Linked DNA regions of Mus musculus: regions 2 and 3 are each linked to region 1. The links are chromatin contacts, called in public HiChIP or PLAC-seq and capture Hi-C maps. All regions are on one chromosome and are shown on one strand. The core of a region is the stretch at or near the end of the contact, and the rest is flanking DNA. Distances in the headings are between cores, read along the strand shown.

What was found. HiChIP or PLAC-seq counts read pairs in DNA pulled down with a chosen protein or histone mark. Capture Hi-C pulls out chosen DNA fragments and counts their contacts.
Region 2: a FOXA1 HiChIP or PLAC-seq map of pancreatic cancer cells shows a contact between it and region 1. The contact joins the promoter of Tsku here to the promoter of Dgat2 in region 1.
Region 3: a contact with region 1 is called in a capture Hi-C map of macrophages, with 2.7 times the contacts expected there. The contact joins the promoter of Spcs2 here to the promoter of Dgat2 in region 1. A contact is called at or near these places in 1 of 39 promoter capture datasets (embryonic stem cells) and 1 of 9 other capture datasets (macrophages).

The regions. Positions count from the first base shown.
Region 1 is chr7:99,181,334-99,184,338 of GRCm38.p6, reverse strand. It overlaps Dgat2 (diacylglycerol O-acyltransferase 2), which reads left to right and starts at 1,626. Exons shown (of 8, transcript NM_026384.3): 1 at 1,626-1,947. The coding sequence starts at 1,827.
Region 2 is chr7:98,359,748-98,362,752 of GRCm38.p6, reverse strand. It overlaps Tsku (tsukushi, small leucine rich proteoglycan), which reads left to right and starts at 1,465. Exons shown (of 2, transcript NM_001024619.3): 1 at 1,465-1,511.
Region 3 is chr7:99,857,327-99,860,331 of GRCm38.p6, reverse strand. It overlaps Spcs2 (signal peptidase complex subunit 2 homolog (S. cerevisiae)), which reads left to right and starts at 1,449. Exons shown (of 5, transcript NM_025668.3): 1 at 1,449-1,568. The coding sequence starts at 1,455. It overlaps Xrra1 (X-ray radiation resistance associated 1), which reads right to left and starts at 1,114. Exons shown (of 19, transcript NM_001164258.1): 1 at 1,102-1,114.

The DNA.
Region 1 (3,005 bases), core at 377-2,876:
CCTTTAACCACTGCCTTTGCTTGAGATTCTCCCACTCACCCAGCTCCCCACTGCAACCTGTCCTCACGTTTATTTCTCATACTCTGTCAAGAGGGATCCTACAATTCATCTTACCTCTTTCGTTTCTTTTAAGGCTCTCCCAGAACCCAGTCCCACCCCAAAGTCTTAAGAGAGACACTGGAGGATTTTCTAATCCCATGTCACTGCAGTCTCCATCTCCCACGTTGCCAGGACTACAGTCTCTATGGTCCTGCCCCAATCCAGACATGCTGACTGATGCTGCCCTTCGGCTTGTGCTCACACCCTCATTCTGCGGAACTCCTCTTCCTCTGTGGGCAATGGGAATGAGTCCCAGTGCCTGTAGTGAGCTTAGTCCATATACCTCAGTTCCTCAATTCTCAAAGCCTCTCACAATACAATCACGGGTGTTCCCGTTTTTACAGATGTGAAAGAAAACTGAAGCTGCAAACTGCGAGTGGTGGCACATGCCTTTCACTCAGCACTAGAGTCAGACAAAGGTGCATCTCTATAAATTCAGGCCAGCCTAGTCTACATAGTGCCAGGACAGCCAGGGCTACAAGGAGAAACCCAATTTCTAAAAAGAGAAAAGAAAAGAAAAACCAAAACATCAACATTCACACAACCCTCAACCCCACACCCTGCCCCCCTCCGGCAAACCAAGCCAAACAAAAGACACCCTGAAGTTGAGGAAAAGAGAGGAAGAGAGGTCTGGAACTGGGCTTGAAGTCCATCACTCACTATGCTTGTAGTATTGCCTTTGTCTTTGGTGTTTGGAGACAGGGTCACTATGTAGCCTGGGCTGGCTTCAAACTCTTGCATACATACAGGAGAGGGAGGGAGAGAGAGAGAAGAGGCGAGAGAGAGAGAGAGAGAGAGAGAGAGAGAGAGAGAGAGAGAGAGAGAGGAGAGAGAGAGAGGAGAGAGGGGAGAGAAGGGGGAGAGAGGAGAGAGAAGAGGCGAGAGAGAGAGAGAGAGAGAGAGAGAGAGAGAGAGAGAGAGAGAGAGAGAGAGAGAGAGAGGAGAGAGAGAGCGAGCTGCTAGGATTGTAGGATTACAGGTAGTAGACTCCATCGCTCTAGGTTCCTTCCTGATAAGACTCAATCACTCCTATTTTTTTGCTGGTAAAAGGAAAGGCTGCGGCACTTGGGTAACTGTCAGGTCCAGCTGTAACCTAACGAATTCCAACACTACTCACTGCAGGCTAGGCCTGCCCAAGGAAAGCACAGCCAAAAGGGACACAGGCACCCGCACGGTCCGGATCGTCCCGCACGTGCTCAAACTCCCTGCCCACGTTCCAGCTGCTGGACCGTACTAACGTCTGAGAGAGAGGCTTGGGAGAATGACAAGGCGGTCGCTGGGGCAACCAGGAGTAGTTTCATACACCGGGACTCCGGCTCCCTTGCCCGTATTCTATAGACTCTGAACCGTACAGTTCAGGCCATGCTGCCTTCCTGGGCTCTGTGCATAGTTTATCGCCGGGAGTCTCACCCCCTACAAGAACATGGCACAGTCCGGGGCGGACCCTTTTGCCCCGCCCTATAGCGTCACGACCCGCCCCGTTGTGAGGTTATAAAGTGCGCGCGCAGCGGCGCTCGGCGCCGTGGCCGCGCTTCGCTGGCTTTCTGCTCATCTAGGGTGGCAGCGGCTACCTACCTCAGCTCTCGCCCTGCTGCCGCCACGGCCTGGGCGCTGTCCCTCAGCTCCCGGAGCTCAGCGCGAAGCCCTGGCCCCGGCGGCCGGGGCATGGGTCAGGGGCGCGGCGTGAGGCGGCTTTCTGCACGGCCGTGACGTGCATTGGCTTCAGCATGAAGACCCTCATCGCCGCCTACTCCGGGGTCCTGCGGGGTGAGCGTCGGGCGGAAGCTGCCCGCAGCGAAAACAAGAATAAAGGATCTGCCCTGTCACGCGAGGGGTCTGGGCGATGGGGTGAGTGTCAGTCATCCCTAGGGCTTTCATCCTGAGGGCACCCACAGCAAGACGACTTTCAGGAAGGGACTTTGGCCAAAGCGTGCTGCCCTGTGCTGGACGGACGGCTAGCTAGTTCAGGTCGGAGTCCCAGACAATTATTTCCAGTTTTTAAAAGGTCTCGCCTTGTAGCCTAGGCTGGCTTCCAACTCTTAATCCTCCTTCCTTGGCATCCCAGGTGCTGTGATTGCAGGTGTGCCACTACAACTAGCTTCTCTTTAGGGGAACTTGACTCTTCTGCATCCTGTCATTTGGTTAAGGATGAGGCAAGATTCATGCTTAGCTCGGCTGGTTACCCAGTTTGAGCCAGGCAACCTGGTATCCTAGGCTAGCCTGGCTTCATTCTCCATCCTGGTACTCACTAATGTTGCAACACGTGTTACATCACTTGCCATCCCCCCAGCTGCTGAGGGCGACACCACCCACTCAGCTCAGTTAGTAGTGATATTTCACTCTCCAGCCCCCAGTACTGATCTACCTCACAAGGTGGAGCAGGATTTGGCTGGGAGGAACTGGATGGGGCAGGGTGGTAAGTAGGGTTTTGTAATCCCCTGAAACAGTCACTGGATGGAGAACATGCCTGCCTGGAACCAGGTGTGCCCCAACTGCCCTCTGCCCCAGCTTTTGTGGGCCAACCCAGACTGTGAAGCCCTCACAGCGCAACCCTGAGTCTGACATACTTAGAAGAGGGGTGGGAAACCCTTGGATTTTTTTCGTTTGTTTAGTCTGTGTAACAGCTCTGTTTGTCCTGGTATTCTATAGACCAGGCTGGCCTTGAACTCACAGAGATCTGCCTAAGTTGATTATCCTTCTAGAAGTTGTGTCTGCCTTCAAGATAGAACCGAGGCCTTCAGTGAATGGGGAAGGGGGGCATACAGTTCAAATCACACCTCAGCCTTTTCCATACAAGGCAAAGCACCCCACGTTGCTTAGCTGAAGCTGCAGAAACTGAAGGAGGAGGAACGAGCTACCCCAGTTTTCCTTAGAAAGGGCAGCGGTGATGCACACCTTCAATCCTA
Region 2 (3,005 bases), core at 216-2,715, 820 kb after region 1:
GGAGTTCAGACTCTGCCCAGGAGGCTCCAAGAAAATTGGTAGTATAGCACTAAATTGTAAGGGTGACCCTGCCCACTTGGATACGATTTCAGACGAGGCCACAGTAAAAAGATTCCCCTAAAGACCTCCTATTCCCAAGGATGATGGATTTTTTTTTTCTTTCCCTCTTTTGGCTTTTTGAAACATTCTTTCTCCAGAGCTAGGCTTTCACACTGACAGTTATCCTGCCTCCCCCTCCTAGGAGACAGGGACCATTGTCCCCTCTCCTCATTAATAGCAGGGTTCAGCCCAGGTGAGTCCCCAGGGCCACATGGTGGAGGGAAGGGAAGGGTCTGAACAACCACTTTCTTCTGAGTGTGAACTTGACTTTGCTGACTGGGAACTTCCTTTTCCTCGGGCAGACACGCACAAGCCCAAGCAAAGATTTCTGTTTTTAAATAATAAGGAAGAAAGAAATGAAAAGACTGTGTGCAACAAGCCTGGGCCACGGCAGGGAAACATGGCTGGAGTTCCCCACCCAGGGGCCCTTTCCAAGGTGGCAAGTTCCTGGGAGGTCCAGAGACAATACCACACTTCCCTCTAACCCTTTACTTCCCTCTGGAGATAGGCACTGTCTGGGTATGTGGATAGAAGTACCTGCAGCAGGCAATTTCTCTCTTCACTCATGTATTTTTTTTCAAACACACACATGTCATATATCATATATATTTGCATATATATATATATATATATATATATATATGCAAATAATTTCGGCAGAAGAGGATGGAAGACTTAAGCCGCTACTACAGAGCAGTTTCCCTTCTTGGAAATCCAGCCAGAAGTTGACTTTCCCTCCAGGAAAAAAAATATGTCTGTTAAGTCTGTTGCTTTCTCCCTCACTTGGTGTCTGCCAGCTTTCCTGCTTTTGCTCTCTCTCTCTTCTGTTCTGCCTTGTCTCTTTTCTCAAACACACCCATTAGTGACTCTGGACCTTTTTTAAAACTTTTTTTTTAAGTGGGGTAGGGGAGAATTTGAGAGAAAAACCCTCACCCACCCATTCTTGCCAACTAATTCTGCTTTCCTACACACACACACACACACACACACACACACACACACACACACTGGCGACCTCCAGATGTTCCCGACCCAGCGGCCATCTGCTGAGATTACTGGGACGCGCAACTGAAGGAAGGCAGAGGGGGCAGGGATCCGGGTTGCAGGAAGCTGGGAGAGGCCTTGTGGAGTAGGAGGGAACCGCGCACTTTTTAGACGCTCCCTAGGGTGGAACCCGTGCTCGGCCGGCGGGGGCAGGGCTGCTAAAACGCCCCCCTAGACTTGCACTTTAACGACGCTCCCTGAGCTTCCTGGCCTGTTGCCGGTGCAGCCACTGGGTGCCGAGCAAGGGGAGCCCGGCGGCGGGCGGGGACGTGGGGCGGGACGAGCGGCGCGGAGAAAAGCGCCGGCCCATGGGCCAACGCCGGGTCGCCTAGGTGAGCGTGCCGAGGCGACAACTGCAGACCTGCCAGGTGGGTGCTGTCGGGAGGCGCAGCGAGATCGGCGCGCATTTGGAGGTTTGGAGCCCGGGACTCCAACCTCACCGCCCCATCCCGTGAGCAGGCCAGCGCGAGGGGCGGGTCCGGGTCCTGCCAAGGCCCCTCAACTTTTCCGGGACACCGAGCCATAGAGTCGGGGGAGCAAGGGTGAGGGCTTTCAGGAGACAAAGGCTCTGCCTGGGGGTCGTGGGCGTGGGCCGGCGCCTCCAGGGTCTTTGTAAGAACACGTGCATCTCACGGTACTGGGTCTTTTGTGGATTTGGGTTCGGAAGCCAGCATCTGCCTTGCCTTTGTGTGTGCGTGGCTTTGCATGGCTATCTCGCTCCAGTGTCCCCGTTTTGCAGCCTTGCGTTTGGTTGTGGGGACCGGTGGGCGCTCCTAGTGTCCGCATACGTGGTCTATGCTTGTCGACGTGTCTGAGTTGAGTATCTGTGGGGTATGTGCGCACTGAGAGCCCTGAAGCTGCCCCGACTCTCTGCTCCCTTTCTGTCCATCGTTTTCCCCCTACTTGGCTTCAAACTTTTCTCTGGGTTCCTCCGGCAACGCCTGTTGGCAGCCCTTCTCTGTCTCACCTCCGGAGGTCCTTTGAGCCGGGAGGGGATGAGATGGATTTGGTGGGTTGGGGGTGATCTGCAGTGCCTGGCGACTGGCCCGGGCCAGGACTGGGCGGAGCGTGCGGGACACCCTCACTGGACCCCAGTGGGAGGAGGGAGGGGACACCGCTGGTCTGGGCTCCGGCCTGAGGCCAGAGACCCGGGAATAGCGTACTGCTGGCAGTAGTCTGCTCTGCGCTCCGGGGACAGAGTGAGTGCGGACTGAGATCAGTCTGTTTGGTGGAGAGACTTGATTGGCTTTGAGTTCCGGCTCTGCTTTAACCCGACCCCAGAGTGAGGGGACGAACCTTCCAATCCAGTAGGTGAGAAAAGCCACGGTTTGTCTGCATCCGGCCTGCTCGCGGCCCCTAGCCCTGATTGGGCTGTGATGAAAAGGGGCTTTCCACACACTAGTTTCCCAAGGGATGGCCAATGGCTCACGTAGGGCACGGGCGTGTTGCAGAGCCCGTTGAGATTCGGTCACTGATGTGGATGAAGTGAGAAGAACTCTATGCCGTGGGAGCGGAGCGCACCGTGGTGGTAACCAGCGTGGCGAGCTTAGCTGAAAGCGGCTCCCGCCCACACTTGGCCAGGCTCAGAGGTGACTCAAACTTTGATCCTTTCTTGCTCCATGCTAGCCTTTCGGATAAGTCTAGACTTGCAAAGCCCTCAGAGTGGGAGGGGCTCCATCCTGTCCGAGCTTTTGATCCTGGGTGGCAAAGATAAGTCAAACACTTTTTTTCCCCAACCATCCACCCCAGTTTGTAACTTAGAACTTTGGTCAGTACTACCCCGTCGGAGTGGGAGTGGGGGACAAACTTGGGAAAGGCAACGATGGTCACTTTCTTTTCGTTTCTAGACCTTCCTTATGAGA
Region 3 (3,005 bases), core at 200-2,699, 680 kb before region 1:
ACCTACCAATGAAATTTTAGATCACCTAATCCTTCTAGAGAGTTCCCTCAGTTCTCTATAAGAAGGCCTGCATGCGTTTATCTGGGGTCACCATTTCAAAGAATGGTTGGCCCCTGCATGCTGGTGTTTCTGCAGAATAAATGCTCTTTGTTTTTGTATACTCTCTGAGCCTGGGGTCTTCTTTCAGTGATTTTTGGACCCTTACAACTGGAGTGGCCAGGAATTGCTTAATCGAGGATGAAATCTAATCTGCTATTCTTTAGTGATCATGTGAACATAGCCTTGCCAAGAACATTTTGTCTCTTTCATTCAGAGGTATATTCTAAGTGTGTAGAACAGGACTGAGTACATGCTAAGCGATTCAGAGGCTGGGCATGGTATTATACACCTTTGGTTCCAGCACTAAGGAGTCAGAGGTAGGTGGATCTCTGGGAGTTTGAAGCCAATTTGTCTACACAGTGAGTTTCAGGACAGCTAGACCTAATGGTGAGACCCTGTCTCAGAAAAACAAAACAAAATGTCTAGCGAATTCAGTATCTGGCGGATCATCTGTACACATATGGAAAATATGTAGGTATAAAAACTAAATAATGCAATGTAATATGGCATAAAGTGATATTACTATGAGATATCCCAGGTCTATTTTCCTTATATGCCTTAGTTTCAGTGTCAAGTTTTTTTGGTGCTCAATATTTTTTTCTCTCAATATTTATAAAAATCACATTGTCAAACTGGAAACATGCTTTTAAGTTTAAAAAACTAAAAAGTTGGTTTTAAGTGTGTTCTGACTTATGCTCTCTGGCTTCTGAAAAATTCCTTTTCTTGTCTATACAGCATTATCCTGAGACAGACACAGAATGGGTGGATGTAAGTGCATGTAGGGCACTGCCTAGCACACAGTAGGCACTCAATAAATGATAGTTCTACAGGAAACATTACTAACAGCTGAGATTATGGTTACTTCGGAGAGAATAATCGAGCTGATATTCTACCTTCAGGGACAGAAAGGGGTGAAGAGCAGGCTCTACCTCCCTTCTTAGGACACAACATCTGGGGCTGGAAAGACTCATAATTCAAGCAAAATTAAGTTTCCAGCCACACCTGCCTTCGGCGTCGTTTCCGCCTCCGAAGAGCCCGCGGAGGCGATGTCCCTGTCAGGCGGAGTGCACGCCTGCAAGCCTCACGGGAATCTCGGAGTCGCTCCACGGTGGCGCTTGCCACAGCCTTCCCCACCCACTCCTTAGTAACCGCGAGGATGTGGCTAGCAACGGAGGCGGCAACCGGCGACGGCAGATTCTAACTACAAGTCCCGTCAAGCCCCGCGGCCTCTTTCAGCCCTCATCAGCACACCAGACTACGGATCCCGATGGGCTCTGCGCTGCCTATCACATGAGCAGCTTCAGCCAATCGGCTTCGGACAAGTCGTATGGGAGGGAGACACGGAGGGAGACAAGATGGCAGCGTCGGCGTCGCAGGGTGGGAGAAGCGGCGGTGGCGGAGGCAGTAGTGGGGCTGGCGGCGGCCCCAGCTGCGGGACAAGCAGCAGCCGCAGTGGTTTGTTGGATAAGGTGAGGAGCTTAGTCCTGGGGACAATCTAGAGCCCGGGGAATGCCCAGGAGCTGGTGAGCCCAGCTTCCCATCCCCACCCCCTTATTTTCTGTGGCTCCTTGAGCGCTCCTCCGTAGCACACGAACGCACACTTGTAACTTGCCCTCTCTACACGTTGGAAAACAATCCTTCCCTTTAGTCGTCTCTTTAAGCAAGTGCTGCTGGTCCCTAACCGCCACCGCAGCTTCTCGTAATTATGGCAATATTTCACCATAATGATCACGTTTCTATTGTGCTAGGAGGGCCACTCTTGAAAATGCCCATAACATCAACGTGGAAAATGGAACTTCTAAAGAAATTGAAAGAATCTCCTCGAAGTCAGTATTCCCCAAACCCTTCCACCATCATCCTCGCGTGTTGCTACAGAGCCCAAAGAGTTCCTTGGCCTTTAAAGTTTTTAAGGGTTTTTTTTTTTTTTTTGGTTTCTTTTAATTTTTTCATGATATGTCAAATAATGAAATATTCGTATGTTGACTTCCCTTGCTGGTCTGATAGGAAGCCTTAAGATTCTTTGTCCCTCTTGGGTTCCCTGCCTTTCTCTTCCCCTGCGTGGCCTTTTCTGTCTGTACCAGCTGACTGCTTTCCACTCTGCCTACACAATTTCTAAAGAATTTCACGTCCTTGTCCATAAGGGCTTAAAGGAAAGAGTCAGGGGAGGAACGCTGCTCCTGGATTGACCATCTTGCCCCTTGCACAGCAACTTGCAAGAGACAGTTGCCTGAAAAACGGGCCTGGCATTAGTTTTGCCTCTAGCTCTGTGTCCTAAAATGTGCCTGTTCTCCTTATTGCCTTCCTTATTCTGTAGAATGAGGGGTTTAGTCCAGCATACCTTCTGGCCCCCTTCCAGGGTTGTCCTTCCCAGCTGATGTGATGAGGGTGAAGCATGGTGCTTTCATATAGTAAACCACTTTTCTTGAAACATTTTAATCGAAATGCTCTATTACTCCTCTGTGTGGAACAGATGGCTAGGGCTTAAGAGATGGATGCCTGATCATCCCGCATTTGTGTAGCTTCCTACATGGTAGGCAGCACTCCACCACTGACCCACGTCCCCAGTTCCCCTTGTCTTTTGGAGGGTCCTTAGAGTCAAGTTTGAGACAGGGTCTTGCTGTGTAGCTAAGCTGGCCTGGACTGGAACTGGCTTTGTGCAGGATCCAGGGACCAAACTCGGCTTGTAAGCCTTGAGCCATCTGTCTGGTCCTCAAGTCTTTCTTGAGGAAAGAATATGATAGTGCTTAAGATTTCTTAGTAGGCTTACTAGAAGGGTTTAAGTAAACTTAGTGAAAGGTAGGGTTAGACTGGAGAAAGTTACTTAGGAGTGGAATGTAAAGAGACTATATAAAGTGACTTGAGGAAGGTTATTTACATAGCTCAATGAACTAGACCCAATAATAGTG